2 separate regions of the Macaca mulatta genome follow, and region 2 is linked to region 1. The links are chromatin contacts, called in public Micro-C maps. All regions are on one chromosome and are shown on one strand. Each heading gives the region's core, a stretch centred on a gene start, on an enhancer-like site or on the middle of the called end of the contact. The rest is flanking DNA. Distances are from core to core; before and after follow the strand shown.

What was found. Hi-C and Micro-C count contacts between places; a contact is called where the count stands out from the background.
Region 2: a Micro-C map of CD4 T cells shows a contact between it and region 1, with 7 times the contacts expected there. The contact joins two enhancer-like sites. A contact is called at or near these places in 4 of 14 Hi-C or Micro-C datasets (CD4 T cells, blood, fetal cortex germinal zone and 1 more).

The regions. Positions count from the first base shown.
Region 1 is chr13:60,590,300-60,594,914 of T2T-MMU8v2.0, reverse strand. All of the region lies in intron 1 of PELI1 (pellino E3 ubiquitin protein ligase 1), which reads right to left. Among named protein-coding and RNA genes, the nearest start is that of PELI1, 9.3 kb to the right of the region's middle. Within about 2 kb of position 2,769, at least 6 of the 40 cell types and tissues checked have an H3K27ac peak or open chromatin away from gene starts, as enhancers often do. A contact at or near this core is called in CD4 T cells, where this site is marked.
Region 2 is chr13:60,684,499-60,689,187 of T2T-MMU8v2.0, reverse strand. No RefSeq gene overlaps it. Among named protein-coding and RNA genes, the nearest start is that of VPS54, 33 kb to the left of the region's middle. Within about 2 kb of position 2,972, at least 5 of the 40 cell types and tissues checked have an H3K27ac peak or open chromatin away from gene starts, as enhancers often do. A contact at or near this core is called in CD4 T cells, where this site is marked.

The sequences.
Region 1 (4,615 bases), core at 1,520-4,019:
GTCCATGGCCTATAGCAGTAGCACACCCAGAAGCCTGCTAAAAATGAAGAATCTCAAGCCCCAGTCATACTTACTGAATTAGCATATGCATTATAATATGATCCTTAGGTAATTTATACAATATATTAATGAAAAACACTGGCCTGATACCATTACAATAGATGAAGACACTAACCAGGTTAAAAAAACAGTTTGCAAAGCTAGAACTCAGGCCTCTTTATTTCTCAGTCTAGGATTCCTATGTCTTCATTATGTGCCCTCCAGACAAATACATCACTTCAAATTTCACTAACCTGAGGTCTGTGCCACAAACATTTAGAACTTAAAATGAGTTTCCATCAAATTAGCACTAAAAATTTTTATTTGTTACCATTTCATTTGGAATTTTAAGTACCCTCATGAGTTTTCTTCAATCATTTGTTTTTAACATCACTAAATGAAACATAAACATGCTATCCCTGACTACAAAGAATTCTTAAGCTCAAACAGTAAGTTTCACTTCACTGAACACTCAATGTGAAAAGAGAGTATAGAAGACAGAGACTTTCCATAGGCAAATTATTTAAAGTCATGGAATCCTGGAGCTGGAAGAGACCCGATACAACTGAGATGATAAAGAGATTTCATCAGAATGGCAATTATATATATAGTTTCTGACAGTGCTGTATCAAAAAGTTATCTGAAGCTGGTTTGGGATACAGATACAGATACAGCTAGCAGCTGTATCTGCCATGGGTTGGTTCCAAAGAGGGTGTGAGTTCTGGAGTTACTGACCTTGTAAAGATAAGGAAACTCAGGCTCAAAGAGGTTAAATGAAATATATAAAGTCACATATTGAGAAGATGAACCAGAACTCCAGGTCCCCTAACTTCCGATACAGCGGTTTTTATCCTGTATCATATTGCCTGTCCTATTTATTCAATAAAGAATATAAAATCCTTTTCATGTAATAGATAATAAAAACCAAACCAATTAGAAATGAACAGGGAATAAACACCTCAGATGGTTTTATAGGCATTATAGGATTTACAATCCTATAATAAGGACATACATGGAAGTACATTAAAAGATTGAAAATGAAGCCCACAACCTATAGATTGTATCATTGTGATCAATGAATGATCTCTGACTCAGACTGCTGACATTCTCCCTTCATGGAGAGTTTTTCCATATGACAATTCTTCTTTAGAGTTTATCCATGATGACTCAGGGTACCTAGATGGTACGAAGGAGCCTTCAATTTAAGGAGTAGGAGGAAAATGAGGGGGCCTACTGAATCATTAGCAGCCTACTCAGTTCTGAAACTCAGCAAATCCTTTTGGAAGCCATTTTAAAGTCAGCTTTAGGAGACAAATTCTGGCTAAAGCCTTAAAAGACTAGTCCTTAAGAGCTGAACTATATGCAAATAAATAACGTTATTTCTAAAAGAGACACAACCAAAACGCTTTAGCAAAATCTGATCTTCTTTTTGTTGAATAAATGTCAGTGATGAATTTTTTAAAATGTCTGCTCTCAATGAAGTTACAGATCTGCTCAATGTTAGACAGTTTAAGAGCCCCTGCTCAAAATTCATCCTAGTTCCTTTGAGGAACAGACAGGGCTAGTTCAGAGACTGAATCATCCTATTTTAAATGAAAATAACAGTAAAGCGGTAAGTATATTTAAAAAGCTTTTTGATACATAAGGTATGTCTATAGGACTAGTTTCTAATTAGAAGCAGCCACTACTTTACAAAAGATACATATTTAACACATTTTCTCATGAATGATGAACTTAACTAGTTTTGTAATTTGGATGTTTTGATCCTTTAATGGTGAATTTAAAGAATGACAGTGAGAAACAATTCAAAGAAAAATCCATCATGTTAATTGTAGTCTAAAATTAAAGCCAATCAGCTTTTAGTGCTTCCAGTACATGCAGTTCATTAAATCTGAAATAAACCCAGAGGAACATGAAGTACTATGGATAGTATCTGCCAAGAACCAGAAATTCAACATTAAGGTTTTGAAGAATCAACAAAGCACTTTCAATTGTTTTCACTTATTGTTAAAAAATAAAATTAAACTGTGCCTTCTAAAGACTAAGCCAAATGATATGTTGAACACTACAATGAGTTACTAGAAAAATATCAGGGCCAGTCACTTCATTCTTGTGGAAGGAAGAAGTTATAACCTTCTTTACCACATTACTTATCTTTTTATCTTTTCCTCTTGACTGTCAAATAGAAGCTCAACAGAAGTACAGTCTCCCTCTAAGGTCATATATGATTATTATTACAGTAATGATGAAGTCCCCAATTGTTTGACATTTTTGGAAAAGACAACAAACATCAAGAGCTGAAAATAGCTTTTGAAATTCCACTATTACTATCAAACTTTGCTAATTTAGGTATGTAGGTTCTGGATGGATGCAGGATTAACTCAATGAGTATGAGTTTAAACTCACTGTTTCCTACTGTTTCCTACATTACTGAGTTTAAAAAGTATTGCATCCTACAGTTCACGTAGTTATCTCTTAGTGTCTGATGAGAGATCTTCACAACGGCACACAACAGAAATAGACAAGGAAAGTTTAAAAAGATTAAATATGGCACAAATAGGAAAAGTATTGTACTTGCCATCCACAGGTTTCTACTTTATACCCCTAATTCATTCCAAGTCTACTTTGTAAGTATAAAAATGGTAGACAAACATCGAAAACGCTGTTGAAGAGCAATAGGCATGACTAAAGCTGGCAAAGGATGATAAAGAGAGCTATTGGCAGAGTAATGAATAGATGAAAGTGAGACAGGCAGGAAATGAGAAGTATCTTGCAATGCACAAGCTGAGAATAACAACCTTGAACCTGTTGCTGTAAAAATCTACAAAGCTTAAATAATAGACTGAATTTTCAAATAATTTCTCAATTATTATTACTCATTACTATTTCCAAAATTAAGTATAGATTTTATCATGGTCATAAGGTTTAAGTCAACATGAAATGTAAGATGTCCTTTAGCAAAGCAACTTCTCTTCAAATGAAAGTTGTATTATTACTTCTATTCTCTACTTAATTTACACATTTGAGCCTTAGCTCATTAGGTCACAGACACTTAAGCACATCCAACTTAAGAGAATTATCCATAGTCATATTTACTGTTTTGTGAGATCCAATTTTTTCCTTTCCTTCCTTCTCTTCCTGACTTCCCTCTCTTTCTCTTCCATCATAAGTTACTCATTTATTCCACAAAAATGGAAATGAAAAACAGATTGATGATCCTACCAGTAAATCAACAGCCTGAATGAAAGCTATTTCTAAAATAAGTCACACTTCAGTATGGTCATCATCACAGAACTTCAAAGATTGTTATGAAAAACCACTCCCACTTGTTTTTTTTTTTTTTAGATTAATCAAAGGTTTTAAAGGACTTTCAGAGTTAATGGAAAGCCCAGGAATTAAATATGGGCTCAGTTGTTCCATGTTAACAGACTAGTGTTTAAAATACATTAAATAATCTAGTCCAGCAGCTCAGTCCTGATAGTATGTGCAGTATACAGTAAGAGAGTCTGGCTGTCTATCTATACATACACATGCATATATACATCTACATACACTACAGGGACAAAAACTCTGAGTGAATTAAAGAACTAGATTCCTAACAATTTACTGAAAAATGTTTAAAATAGGCAGTTTTGTTAAAGTATTCCTTACACAGTTATATACTTATATTCTTAGTGGTCACTATGTAATTTACTACATGGTAAAAGTTCATAAATTCTACTTCATGGCATTAAATTTTAAATATAATTGGTTAAAAATACAAATGAGGCTGGGCGCAGTGGCTCACGCCTGTAATTCCAGCACTCTGGGAGGCCGAGGCGGTGGATCACGAGGTCAGGAGATCGAGCCCAACCTGGCCAACATGGTGAAACCCCGTCTCTACTAAAATACAAAAAATTAGCTGGGCGTAGTGGTACGCGCCTATAATTCCAGCTACTTGGGAGGCTGAGGCAGGGGAATCACTTGAACTCAGGAGGTGGAGGTTGCAGTGAGCCGAGATTGCGCCACTGCACTCTAGCCTGGTGACAGAGCAAGACTCTGTCTCAAAAACAAAACAAAACAAAACAAATGAAAACGTTGTGCTCCCCCACCACTGGACATAAATAACAAGAAAAAGAATGGCTTTCTTGACTCAGTATTATCAGGAGAGTAAAAATCACTGAAATGTTTAGTTTCTCAGGTTGGAAAAACTGTACCTCTAAAGAATGAACTAGTATGGTAATTGTTCAAAGTAGTAATCCTACATGTATATTGTCCTGAGAGTAGATTTTTACAATCCATATTTATTGAGGTTTTTGGGGGCATTTAAACATTTAAATGAGATCCAATTTTTTCTATGCCTTTATTAATAAAGATTAAAAACAGTTCTTTAAGGTAAATCAGAATGTTTTCAAAACAACTACTAATCTGAGAAATGAAGCATGAATATAAGAAGACTTAAGAGCCAGATTCATCTCTTAACACTAACATGTGTTAGTCTTTTAGTTTCCCAAGTATATGCCATAGCGACAAGAGTTAAACAGTTTCACTGCGTTTTAAATACCATCCCTTTAGTCTTGAATGCAGAAATGAAACT
Region 2 (4,689 bases), core at 1,723-4,222, 94 kb before region 1:
TCCTAAATGCCTTTGCTTTCGTTTTTGCGGAAATCCGGAACAAGGCTCAGGAATGCTGTCCTGAAAATGATCAGTTTTTATTCTCCTGAAATCCTTTCACCTGCTTAAGTCTTGCTAGGGGCGTGGAGAATACATAAAGATACACAGAACTAGAAGGATGGAGGAAATAATGAGCCTGTCATGGGAGATTTCCTAAAGGTTACTATGAATTAGCTAATTTGTGATACCTTGTTGCTAATTGCTGAAGAGAGGCTGCTCTTGTATTCAGAGTTATGGCTATGCCAGTTCCTTCTGGGCACCATTCATATGGATGAATTTGCCTCTTGTTCTACGTCAGTACCTCCTGGTTTGCCCTCCTCTTTACACTCTTGATACGCAGAGGTGAATGCAAGTGGGGTTGTGCTTTCGTTAATTTTGTATGGGAGGAAGTGGTTGTTCAGTGACCTTGGAAAAGCCCAATGCTGATGTTTTACAGCAGGTGGCAGCCTTTCCCTGGGAGAGAAGACAGAGCTAGTCTGATCTAATGCAAAATTGTTTAGGGTTTTATTGCTTTTCCTTGATAGACGTTTCAAATGATTATCTGACCCCGAAGTTGAAATTGGCTTTATCACAGAGGGAAGAGAAGCAGAGACCCTAAACCCTGGAAAAGGGGGTGTAAACTCACTTCTGGGGCTCAATCCCACAGCTGCTCTCTCTGAGGAAACTGGTGGCTGCCCTCAGGGCGTCTGGTCAAGTTCAGACACCACATGGCACCTCTGAGCAAGGGCCCATAGGAAGACACGGGTTGGAGCAGATCAAGAATTACCCTGCTGTATTTTGTGAAGGACGGCATTTGATAGCAGAAGTACCCCCTTTCCATTCCAGATGTGTAAAGCAGCCTTTTAAACTAATCTGCCAAATGGTTTTCTTAAGGTTATTAAGTTATTTGCATTCAAATTTGCAAAGTGCTTAATAGAAGGAAAGGCAGACTTGGTAGAGAAGCTTGATGCTGGAAATATATCGTTTGTTTCTGAATTCTTTTTTGTCTTTATTTACTTTAAAAAAAATTTTTTGAGACAAGATCTCACTCTGTCACCCAGGCTGGAGTGAAGTGGCATGATCTCGGTTCATTGAAACCTCCACCTCCCAGGTTCAAGCAATTCTCATGCCTCAGCCTCCCAAGTAACTGGTACTACAGGGGCTCACCACCACATCCATGGGAGTTTTTTGTATTTTTATTAGAGATGGGGTTTCACCATGTTGGTCAGGCTGGTCTTGAACTCCTAACCTCAAGTGATCTACCTGCCTCGGCCTCCCAAAGTGCTGGGATTACAGGTATGAGTCACTGCACCAGGTCTGTTTTGGATTTCTTAATGGTAGGATTGTATGTATCATTTATCAACAAAGTGCTGTGTAGAAAACATTATTCAAAACTTAGTGTAAAAAAAAAAAAAAAACTTAGTGTAAATGAGTAGAGACTGACCAAAGTCCCTATAGATGAATCTACTTTATGCCAAGAGGAAATAGGGGTGTTTAGACAAGGATAGGAGCAGACAGAAATCAAGGAACTAAGTGGACTATTGAAATTAATTAAAATTGAAACTAAAAATTAAGTTCCTAAGTTGCGCTAGCCACATTTCAAGAGCTCAATAGCTACATGTGACTCGTGGCTACCATAGTGAACAGCACAGATAATTGACCATTTTTATCACAGAAACTTCTACCAGATAGCAGTGGACTAGAAGAAAAAAACAGGGAGTATGGCCAAGTGAAAAGGTGAGTAGTTAAGAACAAGCCCTCCCTGTAATGCTAATTATCGAAATACTAATTCCTAAGTGTAGCAGGAGTTTCAAATACAGTATCTCATATAATCCTTATACTAATCCACAATCACAATAACGCTGCTGACATTTGTTGAAACCTTTTTACTACTGCAGGCCAGGCACTAAAAACTCTTTTGTAATAACGTTGGGGCTCAGAAAACAATACCCTAAAACAAAGGCCTCAGAAAGCAACCTCAGAAACAGAAGTTTTTCTTTGACCTTCTCCTGCCTTCCTGTCTTTCAATCCATTCTCCACTGAGGCCAGCCGCAGAAATTAGAATCCCTCTTCCCCAAGGTAGGTCATAGAATCTAGTCATAAAATCTACAAAGCTAGTCATAAAATCTACAATTTTACTCTAACTTTCCCTCCACCTTTCTGTATTAAAAACTGGCCATGAAGAAATGATCTGACCTCCCTTATTTGACTGCAGGACATAAGGCCCTGGTTCCAGAGAGGGTCCTGTCCCACACCCAGAAGGAAGGAATGCACACTTAGAGAAGCCAAGAAGAATCTAGACAGACAGGCCTTGCTGGGTTTCCCCACTCAGGCCATTAGCATTAGATCTTACCCTTTTTGTCCAGTCATATTCCTACACAGCTGGCCATACTTTGTTGAACCTAAGCATAAACATGACAATTTCCCCTGTGTGTTTGGGTCTTCATTCTGAAGGCTCCTGTGTATTCCCATTAAATAAATTTGAATATCTTTTCTCCAATTAATCCACCTTTTTTGAGTTGATTTTTCAGCAAACCTTCTGAGGGCCATGGGGAAAGCTCTCCCTTGGCCCCTGCGTAACTTGCTTGTCTTTTCAAGAACTCAGTCAGGTCGGGACTCTTATTGTTCCTATTTAACAAATGAGGAAACTGTAACAGAGAGGGAGTTTAGTAATGTATCTAAGGTTACCTGGCTTGTAAGGAATAACTGGGACTCAAACCCATGTCTTTCTGGGTTGTAATAGAGAGAAGGCAAGCAAGGAAAATACCTAGCACTCTCTATATGTGAGTCAAATTTGCTTTTAAACCACTTTGCCCTAAGGCAGGCCCACCTCTTAGATTTTCTGTCACATAATTGTCTTTCTGGCTGAAGAAGAAGAAGGCATTATGCCAATTCTGAGAGAGTAACAATGACCCCCTGTTAGTCAGGATGTGAGCCACTTCCTTCCCCCCTAGAGCAGTCTGCTGCTGCACAAGGGAAATTGGTTTCTCAGAAGCTCACCTTTGTAGACACAAGTGTGTTTGGGTGACATTTTTGAAGTAAAATATTCTTGTTTAAGATGAAAATGAAGACTAGAAGTGTACATGGGAGATGCTGTTTTCTCTAGGTGGTGAGATTAAGAAAAACTGTTTTTCTGTTCATCTGTATTCTGTAACTTTTCTACACGAATACATCTAAAAAATTAAAAAAAAAAAAAATCAAAGCCAGAGACTGCATGGGAAAAATTGTGCCTTGGCTTTTGTTAATAGGCTTTTGATAAGATAGTAACTACTTTAGTACTAGTAGCCAATAAAAATACATTTGGTTGAGTGCTAAATACTTTAAACAATAGCTGGGGGATTGTGGAATTTAATTATAAGGTTAAAAAGGACACTAAACAATGTCCAGGTACTCAGTGCTTCTCTGCAGATGGGGACACAGTTGTTTTGTGTTCATGGCCCTTTTAATTTTTTTTTTATTTTTATTTTTTTTTTTGAGATGGAGTCTCGCTCTGTTGCCCAGGCTGGCGTGCAATGGCTCAATCTCGGCTCACTGCAACCTCCGCTTCCTGGGTTCAAGCGATTCTCCTGCCTCAGCCTCCTGAGTAGATGGAATTACAGGTGCCCACCACCACGCCTGGCTGATTTTGTATTTTTAGTAGAGATGGGGTTTCTCCATGTTGGTCAGGTTGGTCTTGAACTCCCTACCTCAGGTGATCTGCCTGCCTTGGCCTCCCGAAGTGCTGGGATTATAGGCGTGAGCCACCGTGCCCAGCCATGGTCCTGTCTTATGTCACAAAGTTCAAAGTGAGGCACAGGCTGGTAGATAAAAAACAGGGTAAGTCTGTGAATCACAATATTACTTTTATCATCAATTAGCAACAAATGGTCTCTGAAAACTAATAAACTTGGCATGGGGAGAGAGGTGATCTTTCCAAGCTACAGTACATGTTTGTTCTTCCCAGGTGAGACTCATTAAGTAGAAGCCATGTTACTGAGAATTTGCAAATGTAAACAGTATGGAGGCAGAGAAAAAAAAAAAGAGGCTGAGAACTGGTCAGTGCTTGCTAAGGTTCTTTTCTCCTACAAAATTCTAAGATTTTGTGATTGTTTTAGTTTAGTAGTATGTCTTTATATACTTTTAAAGTTATGTACTCTTAAGTTTCTATACATTTTAAAGCTGGCTTTCCCTAAACTGATGTGCTGCTAAAGGGTATCTTAGACATTTAGTTAAAGCTGTAGGTGAGTCCCATATAAAATGCTAGCCAAATGAAATGGTAGCCAAAATAATTTTCAAATACCTAAGTATCCAGAGAGAGTACAGTTTATAGGTTCATTTACTTTAATGGCCAAATAAAGGAATTTTAAGTACAAAAGATAACTCAGAGGAAGAATCAGTGATAATACAGCACCAAGGAATCAAGAAGTCACCCCCCACCTTCCTCACTTCCCCATCTCTCAGGGTTCCATTTAAAACCAATTCCTGCTTATCTTGGAGTGTAATTTAAGTGGGGTGGCTATAATATTGAAGCTAAGGAGAACGAAAAACATGTGAATTCCCGGCAGTCATCTGTCTAGGCAGACAGTTGGAGACAAGAAAGAACAAACTGCAAAAGGGCAACAGACTCATGCCACAGGTGGTGCATGCAGCTGCAAGGACTTGGGTCAGACAAGCCCTTCTCAGAAACACAGA